Linked DNA regions of Sus scrofa: region 1 is linked to region 2. The links are chromatin contacts, called in public HiChIP or PLAC-seq maps. All regions are on one chromosome and are shown on one strand. The core of a region is the stretch at or near the end of the contact, and the rest is flanking DNA. Distances in the headings are between cores, read along the strand shown. Region 1 overlaps GHR (growth hormone receptor). Region 2 has its middle 41 kb from the start of GHR.

Evidence for each region. HiChIP or PLAC-seq counts read pairs in DNA pulled down with a chosen protein or histone mark.
Region 1: an H3K27ac HiChIP or PLAC-seq map of skeletal muscle shows a contact between it and region 2. The contact joins two enhancer-like sites. A contact is called at or near these places in 1 of 47 Hi-C or Micro-C datasets (skeletal muscle) and 1 of 2 datasets of contacts at active chromatin or transcription factors (skeletal muscle).

Annotation. Positions count from the first base shown.
Region 1 is chr16:27,353,641-27,357,058 of Sscrofa11.1, reverse strand. All of the region lies in intron 2 of GHR (growth hormone receptor), which reads right to left. Among named protein-coding and RNA genes, the nearest start is that of GHR, 96 kb to the right of the region's middle. Within about 2 kb of position 1,523, at least 36 of the 83 cell types and tissues checked have an H3K27ac peak or open chromatin away from gene starts, as enhancers often do. A contact at or near this core is called in skeletal muscle, where this site is marked.
Region 2 is chr16:27,216,449-27,220,313 of Sscrofa11.1, reverse strand. It overlaps a transcript of GHR not described here. Among named protein-coding and RNA genes, the nearest start is that of GHR, 41 kb to the left of the region's middle. Within about 2 kb of position 1,938, at least 5 of the 83 cell types and tissues checked have an H3K27ac peak or open chromatin away from gene starts, as enhancers often do. A contact at or near this core is called in skeletal muscle, where this site is marked.

The sequences.
Region 1 (3,418 bases), core at 274-2,773, 140 kb before region 2:
TTGGGAAGTTTTGAATAAATCCCAATGAGGTTGTTACTGCTCAAAGCATTTTTAAAACTCTTCCTGGGGAATTATCTTTAGAGTTAAATGAATTCATGAGTCACATAAGAAAATCAGTCCTATTGCTTTTTAGTCCTAACCAATCTAATTTAGTAATACAGTGAAAGTTTTTGGAGCAAATAATTTCATTATCTGGAACTGGCTGGTACTGGCATTTTCCTGTCCTTGCTTGCAATTTCCCCAGGCAACTGCAGATAACTGGGGTAGTGAATATAATGGAAGCATTTAAGTGTCACTGTTGCTCTCTGTAATATTATCCCCAGTGAATTTATGTGGCATCTTATATGACTTTGAATAACATCACAGTATAAGGAAAATGGGGACAAAGAACTCTCAAATAAATTGTAAGCCTTCAAGTTCAAGAGCCACATCTTCTTTCTTCATAACCCTGGGACCCCTAACTCATCCACTCCCTGGGTCATTTAAGATGATTTTATGCTTAAAATAGGTGCTCAGTAAATACTCCCAATTTACTAGGTTGAAGGCTGAAACCTACCCTAATTTTTTTTCTTCCAACTGAAACCTACATTTCTTAAAGAAAAGAACTCTGGTTTCTCCCCTGGATGGCTGGCTCACCACCAAAGTAAACAGGATTTTCAGAACATTCTGTTTTCTCAAGCTGTCACATTGCTTTATAACAGTCAAACCAAATCCTTGTATTGAACTACTTTATTTTCAAAATCTCTGCAGAAATCACCCCACTCCATGTCCAGGATCATGCTTTTCAGATTTAATTATTTTCACCAGTTCTGATAAATCATTTCATCTCCTGGCTGATCTTTTTGTACATGAGGCGGCTGCTTTTCCAGAGTGGGAAATAAGGCCCAGGGAGTAGACCATAATTTTCCAGATGTCTGTTTTCAAAAGCCCTTCAAAGAGAACCAGCCTTTTTGGCTTTGTCTCCTCTTTAATGGGGTTTTATGGCTTCCATTACTTTGCAAACATCAAGTGCCCTATATCTTTTTGCTTTGATAATTTCCTTTTTCTGAATATTTATCTTCAGGTTATCTTTCTCAGAATCATTAAAGCATTTTGTTCGTTTTTAATTAATTCTGGTTACCATTTTACAAATACTCCTTATTTCATTGATAAAATTCCAGACTAATGCCCCTTTAAAAAAATATTCTGAAGGATATCAGATCTCAGGTTTGGTATATTTATATACTTTTCCCTTGTGTTAATGAAATGTTAACAACTTCCTATACCACATATTTTCAGAGCTAAATAGAAAAAGGAAGGAAACTAACATGTTCACTGGAACTTTTTATGCATGCTTATAAGGCAGGTAGCATTTATCCTCATTTACAGGTCAGCAGCTTATTAAGGTTCAGAGGTTAAGCAATTTGTCCAAAATCCCACAGCTAGGAAGCAGCAGTGTCAGAATTCCAGCCACAGTTGCCTGATTGCCTGATTCAGAGTCTGAGAGCTGGGGTCAGGTTACTCCGAGGGCTACTGCTTTCAGTTTCATTTTTCAAGTACTCCTCTCATTTGAAGGAAAATTGAGGAAAGGCAGTTGCCCTTTTTGAAACTCTCAGGCAGAAAAGATTATCACCACTGATGCAAGGACAAGAAGTATTGGTGAAGTTTAAGCGACAGGCTCTTAAGGGGTTAAGGTATTCTGGGTTATCCTAAATTTGTTGATGATGCTACACAAAACAAGCAAAGTCTGAAACAATCCAATCTGCAGACAGTTGCTCTAACAAGCTGCCAGTCTGGTACAGGAAATATTTCTATTCACTTCTATTACTATTTTTATTTCTCTTCAATAATAGTAATAGCAATAATAATAATTTTAAAAGTCATACTAAGGAAGTAGGGTATGACAAAGCTAAGCTTAATCTCAGTTTTCTGACGTCTATTAACAAAGGAGAGTGAAAAGTCGCTGTTTTGAACCTTGGGGTCAAGAGAGGATTAAGGCTCTAGGAAGAGCCAGGAAGAGAGATGAATTCAGGAAGACAAATGATTTCCCCTCTCCTCCTCCAAAACACATACACACACGTCCACAGCTCCTTGCACTGCTGGCCATGTCCTCCTCCGGCTGAGAAAACAACCTGGGAACCGCGTTCCATGACACAGAAATCTGTCTCCCTGTTCACTGCTTGCAGCAGCCCATGCTTTCCTCTCCTTTGAGGGCCCCTTAGGGTTTAGAGTCTTAGAACACTTGCAAGCCATGTGCATATCTTGGTCACACCTGATCCCTGTAAAGGTGAGAGTCTAAACACAAATATTCCCATTTTTGAAAATAAAGGGAACAGGTTCACTCAAGAGGTCTGTGACTTTTATGTGGTGGAATAGCTACTCTCAGCTAGGTTTTCTGACTCTGCTCTTTATACTTGTTTATATTCCATGTTGCTGGAAATCTCTGGTCTTTAAAACATTTTCAAAATTTAAAAAAATTGAGATAAACTTTACATACAATGAAAACAAAGATATAAATTTTACACTTCATGACTTGACCAACGCCCTGCGTTGGTGGTCATCAACACTCCAGTTAGGATATAGAACTTTAATTTATGGTAGCATAAAGTCTAAGACCATTAGATGGGTCTATTAAAGGGAAAGAAAGCCATTTTCAGGGAACTAAGACTTCTCTTTAAACATTTTAAAGCTGAAACTTTAAACGCCATATTTAGGGAAATGAGACTTCAGGTAGTTGATATGCCTAATGTAAGGTCTTTTCACCAGGAGGAAAGAGGGAAAAAGCAAGTCAGAGTGCTGATTTTTTTCTAACCCAGCTTCCTGGATTTATCCCTGTTCCTTCAAGTTGGTGAACTTTTTTGCTCTGCACTATACTTTCATGTAAGACTCCTAGGAACACAGGAAAATTAGATTTTCCCTTCATTGTTACTTTGATATTATTGCACTATTAATATCATACTCCAAAGCTCTCAGTTGCAGTTGGCTAATTAGTCTCATTCATATTGAAAAAGGACTATAATCCCATCTTAAACTTTGCACACTGCAGCTCGGTGTTTTTTACTCAAGACGGTTCTCAACCATAATGTTATAATTATATCATTTTCTCAGCAGCAACACCCATATACTATAATTACAGTCAAAGCTAAGGCTATGTTTATAATGTACAAAAGAGGATGAAATTGTTTCATTTTAAGTGATTCATTTACCTCCTCTGTTGGTAACAGAAATGCATGGTAATGGAAGAGTCATGGTTTAATATGCTTCTCTGAACAGCAATTTCAGATACCAAGAAGCCAAAAAAGAAAATAAAGCCCCCAAACTCCAATATGAGAAAATATGGGAGACATGATTCCCAGTCTGGTAACCACAATGACTCCTCATTTGAAAATCCAGGATGGCCAAAGGAATGGAGCTTAGCATGTTGGCAGCCACTATGGGG
Region 2 (3,865 bases), core at 689-3,188:
ATTCATGCATTCAATCAGACATTCAGTAAGAATGTTTGAGCACCTATCAAATGCCACATACCCTCTGGGACACGTTGCAAAGGATCACAAGGTATCTTGTGGCACAGTGATCTTTCTCATGCTTTTAGCTCCCATCTGACTCTATTACACTCCACCTTTAGTAATAGTTATTTCAGGATTTGTATTCTTGCCACTGTTAGCCTACAAATGACTTCCTGGTGGAGACCTGTCTTACCAGTTGTTCTCTTTTCAGTACCTAATACAGTGCCTGGCATATAACAGATGCTCAGTAAATGATAAATTCCTTGGGGTTGGCTTTGGCTTTATTAGTTTATTAATTATTCCAATTATAGGTATAGTAATGGTGCCCAAATAATACAATTGTTTTGCTTTGTGGATAAGGAAGAAATTCTTAAGGACTTCTGTGCTATCTACTAAAGGACAGATTCCCAGCAATGCTTGGCATAAAGTAGACAATGATGCTTGTTGAATGCATGCATGTATGCCTGGACAAATCTCTGAAAAAATTCTAACAACAGTTGTACCCAGAGTCACTGAACTCATTCAGCAAAGGGTTTCTACCCCATGTTCAGCACTAAACTAAATGCCACAGAGACGGTGAGTAAGACAGATGTTGACTCTGCCATAAGTGGGACTATGGGTCTATCAGGGAAGCACAAGTGATGTCATTGCACACGTATGTGGTTAGTACCACGAGGAAATGCATCATCTAGTTTGATGATCAGAGAAGGCTTCTTTGAAAGTCACCTGAAAAACACGGTCAACTTTATTCAAAACGCATACAAGGGGATCAGTACCGGTACATAAAGCTTAGGAACCATGCAGATATGGACCAAGTGGTCAAGACAGAGGACAGCCAATTGTAGCTGCAGTTGTGTCTTGGTAACTTAACTGAGGATGGGTTATGAGGGAATGTGGAGACTTCTTCTTTGGCCATCTTTAAAACAGCATTAGAGCTTTGTGTGTGTGTCCCGATTGTATGCGGTCTTGTTTAAAGACAAAGGATACACTCAGCAACCTAAAATTGTCATCAGCAGGCATTCTTTACAGTCCCATGATTCTTTCACTAAAGACTTTAAAGGTAGCAGCTCTGCTATTTTTCTGACATATACCAGGCAAAACTGAAATTTACTTTATGAGCTGAAAAAACAATGCATTGCCTTTATTCTCCCATCACTCAGGAAAAACAGCTAAGTGAAATTTTGGTCAAACTTTCCAAAAAGCTTTGGGCTAAGGACAAGCATGGAAAAAGCCAAGCCCAAAGGAGAAATTTCCAGAATTTTAGAAGCAAGTGAAAACAGGGGGTTATAACAGTTCAATACTTGCTGCCAGGAACAAAGTATATACGATATTATTTATTGCTGAAAGCCTTTCAGAGAGGCAGCATCTGGTTTCAGTGAGGTCTTGCTTTCATCCCATCTAGCAGCTGGACCGAACACTACAGCACAGGAGATCAACCAATTTGCCAAGGTGACACAGCGAGTTAGGGATGCTCTCCAGATTAGACCACAAGAGCCTCTGGCTCCTCGAATGCCAAGAATAAGTCACATGACCAACAGAGAGTTTAGCACTTTTTATGACTCCAAGTGAATTCTTCAGTTTTAATTTTCTATTTGTGTTTATATTTTCAGAGTCCCAAGGAATCATTCTTTCTCACTTTTCTCCAGTGGGGAGATCAGATATCATCTTGGTTCCCTGTGAATGCCAAGAATCCCTGCCTGCCTCAACTAGGCTGAGCGTGTTAATGGCAACAAGAGTGGGAAACTATTGGGCAGAGTTCTGTTCATATTGGGACGAGGAAGATGGCGATGCAAAGCCTTGCCGCCTCTGAGAAGCTGGCCACTCTGCTTTGGTCATTCCAAACGTGCCTGAGGCAGGGGAAACGCTGATGAGGATGAGCTTACTCTGCCAGGACAAAGTGTCATGGACTTTTATTGCTCTTTGAGCCTTTTCTTCACCAGTGTTATTTCTCATAGAGCCCTGGCTGCAGCAAACACACCCCTTCACTCCTTTTGCGTATGTCTTCCATACCGATGGGGCAAAGGAGACTCTGTTTCCTAAGCACATGTTTTCCCTGATATTTGAGTGGCAAAGGGAACAAACAACACCACCCACACCCACAAAATGTGTTTAGTGAGAAATTTTAGCATTCACAGGATAGCCAAATTATCCACCAGTCACTCTCTCACCCTCTGTATATGTGTGTGTAAACGCATGGCAGTGCTGTGATAATGCTATTAACAAAAATAATCATCAATATATTAATATAATAATGCTATTAATACTATTTATTATTAGTATAATGACATCCAGAAACCAATTTTAGGGAAAGAAAGGGAAGGGCGAGGACCACATAAGCCAATATGAGAAGACCAGAAAACAGAGTACGGAGCCAGTTAGTGGTGTGAATAGGCTTAGCATAGTCTAAAGTGGTCAAAAGAATATTAGGAAGGGAGTGAGACCTCCTTTGGTCCCTAGCCTCAGCAATGGCAAGATGGCACAGCATCAAGAGAAATTATGCAAGCGTTTGGAGTATGCGGTCACGCCCAGAAGACATGCCATTTTAATAATACAAAACATATGTCCACTCAGAATGGCAGTGACCTAACTTCACTGTAAGTTGGAATGAACAATGCCTCTAAGAAACATATGACAATCTCAATACAATAGGATTTGGGAAATGAACTTAAAACCTGCCGCAGATGTCAAATGCAATAGAAATGCATAACATTTCACTTTGTTTCCTTTACATCACAATTTTTTTCCTTTTAATTGGAACAGACAAAATAAGCACTGACCTAAAGAAGTGATGACATATTCCCTTTGGACTTACTATTATTCCAAGGGAAAGTCATGCTAATTTAGATACTGTACTCATTCATTCAGCTTTTTTTTGTTTCATTCAATTTTACTGAGTGCCTACTATGAGCTGGGTACTGACATAGGCCCAAAGATGTAGTCATAAACCACACAGACACATCCCTGTCCCTCTGGAGATTTTTTTCTAATTAGAGTATATTTGATTTACAGTGTTGTGTCAAATTCTGCTGTACAGCATAGGGACCCAGTCATACACACACACACACAATACACATTCTTTTTCTCATACATTCTTCCATTTACCTTCTATCCAAAGAGATTGGACATAACTCCCTGTGCTGCCCGTAAGATCCCCTGGAGATTGTAATTCAGTAGTCTGATCTTATTTCAAAGTTCAGTTATTGTTTTAATAAAAGCTCAGTTCAGGTTTTTAAAAGGAAATCTCCATCTGAGGAAAACTCTGAAGTCATCACTGTCTTTCCAAAACTTATTTTCTCAACCTCCCAATTAGTCCTTCTATATTAAACTCCCCATTATTGGTGTCTTAGAGGAGAGAGCTAGGACATGACAAAGGGATGGGCTTTTTTTTTTTTTTTTTTTTTTTTGCTTTGAGAAGATACATTTTTAAACAATAAACCTCTAATGAGTTGACCAGCAGGTTGTGTTGCTACATGCCAAACCAAGCCCTGGAACAAAAGCCAGGACAGACCAACTGAAGGAGATGCCTCCAAATATTAAACTTAATCCTATCTCTGCCAAAATAAACTAAACTGACATTTTAGCAAGCACCAGTAAATAATTACATATTCTGGAAAACAAGTGTAAACAATCAGGTTTCAAAATTTGCCCCAACCACCTGTCCATAAAATCCTTTGTGCCAGTTAAGGATCAATCTGACCACAGGGGACATCACGCCAGCAGCCAGGGCATAAGGTCTACACCTCTGCTTCAGGATAAACTCTAATTTTTTGCTGATGAGATCAAAGTTTTTCAAAGTCACATGAGCATGCCAATATATCTATTC